Regions from separate parts of the Mus musculus genome. Here region 1 is linked to region 2. A link is a contact called in public promoter capture Hi-C data. All regions are on one chromosome and are shown on one strand. Each heading gives the region's core, a stretch centred on a gene start, on an enhancer-like site or on the middle of the called end of the contact. The rest is flanking DNA. Distances are from core to core; before and after follow the strand shown. Region 1 holds the start of Rnf217 (ring finger protein 217). Region 2 holds the start of Hint3 (histidine triad nucleotide binding protein 3).

Region 1 (2,858 bases), core at 75-2,574, 990 kb after region 2:
TTTTGAGGCACTCCTCGCACACCGCCTTCTTGCAGCAGGGCAGGGGCTTGATGGGTTTGTCTTCCAGGCACACCCGGCACATCAGCACCATGAGGGGCGCATAGGGGTCCCCTACTCCCCCCAGGCCAGAGTAGGGTGGAGCCCCTAATAGGCCAGGCACGGAGAAGGGCTCCGGAGCCAGGTAGAACTCCAGCTCGATGCTGCCGCCGTCGGGGGAAAGGGGGTCAGCCGGGAGCGACAGCGGGGAGCTGGGGAAGGAGGGCGGCGGGCTGGCGGGAATCGGCCCCAGCGGTGCTTGAGGTGGGGACTCCGACGGCGACGGGGACTCGGCGGAGGGGGCCTCGGGCAAGTCGCTCTCCACGCAGTACACGGAGCAGAGGACTTGCGGCTTGGCGGGGGGCGGGTGTCGCTGGGCCAGCACGTCCAGGAGCAGCCCGTCGGGGGGCTGCTGGCCGGGGGGCGCCTCCCGTGGCCCCGCTCCCTCCGCCTCGCGCTCCAGCTGCAGTTCCAGACTCTGGGGGTCCAGGGGCCCGCTGAGTGGCAGTCGCGCGGGCTGCCCTGCCGGGGCCCGGTTGCTCGCAGGCTCCTGGACACTCGCGTCCACGCAGCCCGGGTCTCTGCCGCCGCCGCCGCCGTTCGGCCGTGAAGAGGAGGCTGCAGCGCGCGGCCCGGCTGTCCGGACGCGGTCCCCTCGCGGCCTGGGGGACTCGGGCTGGCCCGCCGAGCCTCCGCCAGAGGCCCGCGCCCCGCCGCTGCCGCTCACCGTGCTCTGCTCCTCGCCCATCGCCGCCCGCGGCCTGCGCCGCCGCCGCCCATCCAGCCGCCCGGACCCCCAGCCGGCGCCGGGCAGCGCGGGCAAGCGGCTCCGCTCCACTCGCGGCGGCCCTTCTGCTTCCGGATCCCTCCTCCGGGGCCGGGACGCCCCAAGCGCCCTCCGGGGAGCCCGGGCTCCCGGGCCGCAGCGTGCGGGCAGCCGGCTCCTCCTCCTCCACCTCGTAGTCGTCGTCTTCCTCCTCGTCCGGCGCGGCCGGGCACCGCCTCGAGGACTCCGAGGGCCTCAGGCTGAGGGGGCCCGGCCCGCATGCACGTCGCGGCGCTGCCGCGGACCCGCGAGTCCCGGGTGGGGCGGAAGAGTTCCCGGGAGGCGGGAGGAGACGGTCAGCCCCGCGCCATCCCTGCCTCCGCGGCGGGGCGCGCAGCCGGCGATCCCGAGGGTCGCCGGGCCTGTGGCGTCACCGAGAGGTGGCCGAGTCCGCAAGCAGTGGCTGGTGTCCCTGGAGGAGAAGCGGGAGACCTCCCTCTCCTCGTGCAGCACCTAGGGCCCTGCTCCCTCCCCTCACCCCACCCCTTTGGCACACACCTCCCCACACGTACACACATACGCGCGCGGGCGCCCACGCACACAGTCGCACGCACACAGGAGTGAGGGTGATCTAAGCTGAGCTGTGCTCTCACCCCTAAGAATTCCCACTCGGCCCCAGCCAAATGCTTAAGCGCTTGCAGGCGCCCCTTAGTGCTCTGCTTTAAGTAGAACTTCCGACAAAAACTGCTGGACCCTGGGCTCTGGACGGAGAACACACTGGGATGTCACGCTCGAGAAGTAGAGGCGATGGTGTGCATTCTACCTGGTGCGATAGGAAGGATCTTCGAAAACCATAAATAACCCAAAAGCACTTGTCGTCTGCTCCTCCAACTATAATATTTACAAGCACTAAGGAATAACTAATCTGACATTTACTGCTTTTCCTCTGCTCAGTGTTCTCTCGCGAATTATTTTTGTGGGCTCTTGGGGTTTTGTTTGTTTGTTTGTTTGGTTTTTGTTTTGTTTCTGAACCCCTTTAAGTGGGTAGCCTGGCCTGATTAATCAGCTGGATCATCATTAGGAATCAGGGAAACTTATTAACATAACCATATTCATACCCAAAACTGTTTCCAAGGCAACAATTATATCTCAGCCAGAACTTAATTATGTGTTGATCTATCTTTATTTTACAGGAAGTATTAGTCACCCAAACACTGGTGTGATTTAGTTTTCTAAAGCCAATGAAAACATTTTTGGGAAGCCAACCATTTTTATTTTTTTAAAATAGGGAGGGAATTCAATTTACACATTCATGTCAAAGGAAAAATCTGTTAAATGTGTAGATTATTTTTTAACCTTGAAGTTGTTATTGATTTGTTCTAAAATATTTTCCAAGGCAAATGCAAAGGCTACAAGGGAACTAAGAATTCAGTATTGACCAAGCAGAGACCCAAAGGTCATGGGTTTCAATCAGGTGCGGTTGAAGCTCAGGTACACCAGAGCATGGTGACTTGCCGCCAGATGCCCTGGCACTCAGTAGTCTGACCCAAGAATGAAGAATAACTATTTTTTGATGATTAAATGGTACTCAGGCAGCCTGGAGAGATAGCTCACTCACTCAATCCTCAGTATCCACCTCAGAAACACAACCCGCTGGAAAGCCCAGACAGGTAAGTGGACGGATGTTGCTGGGACTCCAGAAGACTCCATCTCCCTGTTCAAGGATTGCCCTTTCTTTCCTTACCAGGACTTCTTCCTGCTACATGCTGCTAGCATTTCTGAGCAACATGTCATCTTCCTCTAGGTAAATCCTCTCGTGCCTGACTCCTGGGCCTGGCACCTCTAGCATGAGGTCTGGGACTCACAGGTCCCCAACAGCACAGAGGAATCATAACGCAATCCTATAATGGTGGGTCTTTGCTCAGTCTATCCCAGGTTCATGGAGCACCACTGATAAGTGTGCTGATGGGATTTCTTTCTTTCTTTCTTTCTTTCTTTCTTTCTTTCTTTCTTTCTTTCTTTCTTTCCTTTCTTCCTTTCTTTCTTTCTTTAAAAA
Region 2 (3,168 bases), core at 382-2,881:
CTCAAAAGTTAATTTTTATATAGCTACAATAATTTCTTCCCAGTAACTGTCCCCTTATATCTAAAACAAGCAAGTCCATTTGAAAGAGCATCTTAAAGCCATGGTATCTAAGGTGTTAACAATTTTAATTAGCAAAAGAGCAATTAAATCAGCTAATATTGCTAAGTATGAATTCAGGCATAGCAACACTTCTGTGGGTTCTCAAACATTGTTTCATTTTTCGATTCTAAGAGCTAGCTAGCTTTCTTTCTTTCTTTCTTTCTGTTTTTGTTTGGTTTGTTTGTTTGTTTGTTTTTGTTTTGTTTTTCAAGGGATTTCTCTGCATAGCCTTAGCTGTCCTTGAATTCACTGCATTGACCAGGTTGGCCTCCAACAGAGAGATCTTTCTGCCTCTGCCTTTCTGAGTGCTGGAATTAAAGGCATGTACCACTACCACTCAGCTATTTCTAAGAGCCCCTTAAAAATAATTCGTATCAATGCCATGAGACTCATACACAAAGAGTAAGACACTGCCCTTGGTACTGGTAAGCCCCCTGCTAAGAATATGTGATATGCCCTTTGCTTAAATGAATTCTAAAAATACAGTAAGAAAACCATACAGAGATCTGTGAGGCAAAGAATCATCTCTGACTTTTGTTGGAAAGATTCCTCAAACAAATTCTTCATGATGCTGGCAACCCTGATTATACCAAAACAAATAATTTCCTCTGCTCTTATTTGTATAATTATATATCAACAACTTATATAAGTGCAATCATTTCCTGTGTTTACAATGAATATATGTGTAATAAGAATTTTAAATGCAAGATGATAAATCTCTCTCAAAAGATTAACTCTTTATGAAGGATGATGAGATGTAAAAATGTTAGACCCAGGGGAAAGGGAGAGTTTTCTGGAATTTCCAGGCATGACATGACTGTTGCTCTCCCGATCTCGCAGCAAGTATGATTAACTACACTTGATCTGCACAGGTTTGAACCCTGTCGAGATCTTGTAACGAAAAGGGGAGTAGTTCATGAGGCTCTCACGGTAGATAAGGAAGATTCTTACAAGCTATTAACTGTAAGTATCAGTTCGACTTCAGACCCAGTCCTGAAACCCCATTCCAGCCCATTTCAGTCAAATTCACACTTCTTCACCACGTCCAAGACCTGTTTTCAGCAAGTTGTACGCTCTCTAACGATACTGGAAGAATACATAATTTTAAAATTACTATCTAGAGAAGAGGAAGACTCCCTAAAATAAAAGTAAAGACACAGGATGCTGCTGTGTTGCAAATGCATGCGAGGGAGGCGAGAATGCTGGGCTCTATCACTGCTATCTCTCCCTACTGAACAGCAAAGGCAACACTGGAGACCTCTGGGTCCCTGACAGAAGTCAGTCACTGTTTAGTTCGTCTGCAGAGACAGAAGCCTGCGAGCAGGGATTGGATGCCTGGTCCCCACCCACCCGGCCTGTCGCCGCCCACCTCACAGTGAAAGAGTTCAGTTTTGGGTTCCTGACCCGCCGCCACGCGGCAGAACACGCAGTTGCTGTCATAGTTCCAGGACTCCGAGGTCCCAGGCGAGGACCCCTCGGGATCCGGCTCTCCGACCAAGCCCGCTTGCTTCTCAGCCATGGCGGCCGAAAGGCGACGTCAGGATCAGCTGAGGTGCGCAAGGCCCGCCTCGGGCGGATGCACCTGGAATCGCCGCCCTAGGGTGGCCCGCCTAGTGACACGGAGTCTGCGCACGCGCAGGGCCAGACTCTGGGTATGGGACACACCAGATAGCTCGGCCTCTAAAAGGGCGACGATCAGAGGGCAAGCCCGGCGCTCCGTGATGACGAAAGCAGCGCAGCCGCAGGAGCCCACTGCTCAAAGGCGTTTTCTGACGGGAAGACCTATCCAGGGGTTGGTAACATTCATCTAAAGTGTAAAGGATATTGCTTTCACGTCCCTATAGTGTATTACACTCCCGTTACAAAAGAAAAAGAGTATAGAAATTCGATTCTTTTAAGGGTATGAGAGGATGAGTCAAACGTATAGAGAGCCTTGTTTGGCAAAGTGAAATTTCCGAGTTTCCTGTGTACTTACTTGTTCAGCCACAGTAATTTTAGGATCTGAAACCAAACCAAACAAACAAACCCGGCCAAATTGGTCTCTACATGTTTGCTTTTGTTTATAGTACAATGTAAATCGAAAGGGTCTCCTATCACACATATGTCATATGGAGAGAAAAGGTAGTAATTGAGAAATTCCCTGCCAGGTCACCTGATTCATTGTAACAATTTTCTCTTGTATTCCCGGCTATTTAGGAAAGAGAGGGAGAGAAACCCTTTGGGAACAATCATGCGCGGAAAAGTATCAGTTCTTAAGTATGATGTGATCTCACCTTTTTACAATACATGGCATTTGCTGAGCACCAAATACTCTGTTTCTCTAATTGTGAAAACTCCCAAGGTTGATTATTTTATTACAGGTCTACAGAAAGAGACAGATTCAGACTTATTTTCTTACCACTTACCCAAATGATAAAATTCAAATAAATGTCTAGTTCTAGAACCCATAATAACACTTAGTGTGACTTTAAACTCAGTAGTGATTTTAAGTGAATTATCTTGTAATCTGAAACAGTAACGTAAGTTAAGTAAGAGTACATGCACATTCACGTTGCATTTAATTCCCTTTGTAGTTAACCATATGGTGTGCAATCATGACAATAGCTTCTCAGATCATCACAAGTTTGAGGCAGGACTCAGAAGCAGAAAATTTGACTTTGACACATTTAAATATTATCATGTTCCATGTCTGTTCTTACACTTTCATATCACGCTGCTTTTTTATGGTGTGTGTATGCATGCACACACACAGTAGCTGTATGTCTTTATCCATGTAGGTACTTGAGTACTTGGGCTGCCTCTTGGGCCATGGTGGGGGGGGGGGTGATCTGTAGATGCCTTTCATAACTGCTTGTTTGATATTGAAAGCTTTTGAGTTGACTTTGGCTTTGGTAAGGACAGGAGTTTCATCCTTTATTCTTGGTGCTATCATAGTGGAAATGTTCCCATAGACATTTCACAACAGTCTGATGAATAAAAGAATGATTTTCAGATCCCACGGGAAAACACTTTTGAGTTATGAGAGTTGCACAGTCACAAACAGAAGTGCTTTTTTAGTAAAGGCTATGA

What was found. Promoter capture Hi-C pulls out the DNA fragments that hold promoters and counts their contacts.
Region 1: a promoter capture Hi-C map of cranial neural crest shows a contact between it and region 2. The contact joins the promoter of Rnf217 here to the promoter of Hint3 in region 2. A contact is called at or near these places in 1 of 39 promoter capture datasets (cranial neural crest) and 1 of 115 datasets of contacts at active chromatin or transcription factors (pancreatic cancer cells).

Annotation. Positions count from the first base shown.
Region 1 is chr10:31,608,401-31,611,258 of GRCm38.p6, forward strand. Rnf217 (ring finger protein 217) reads right to left here and starts at 1,325. Exons shown (of 6, transcript NM_001146349.1): 1 at 1-1,325. The coding sequence starts at 784.
Region 2 is chr10:30,616,735-30,619,902 of GRCm38.p6, forward strand. Hint3 (histidine triad nucleotide binding protein 3) reads right to left here and starts at 1,632. Exons shown (of 5, transcript NM_025798.3): 1 at 1,469-1,632. The coding sequence starts at 1,618.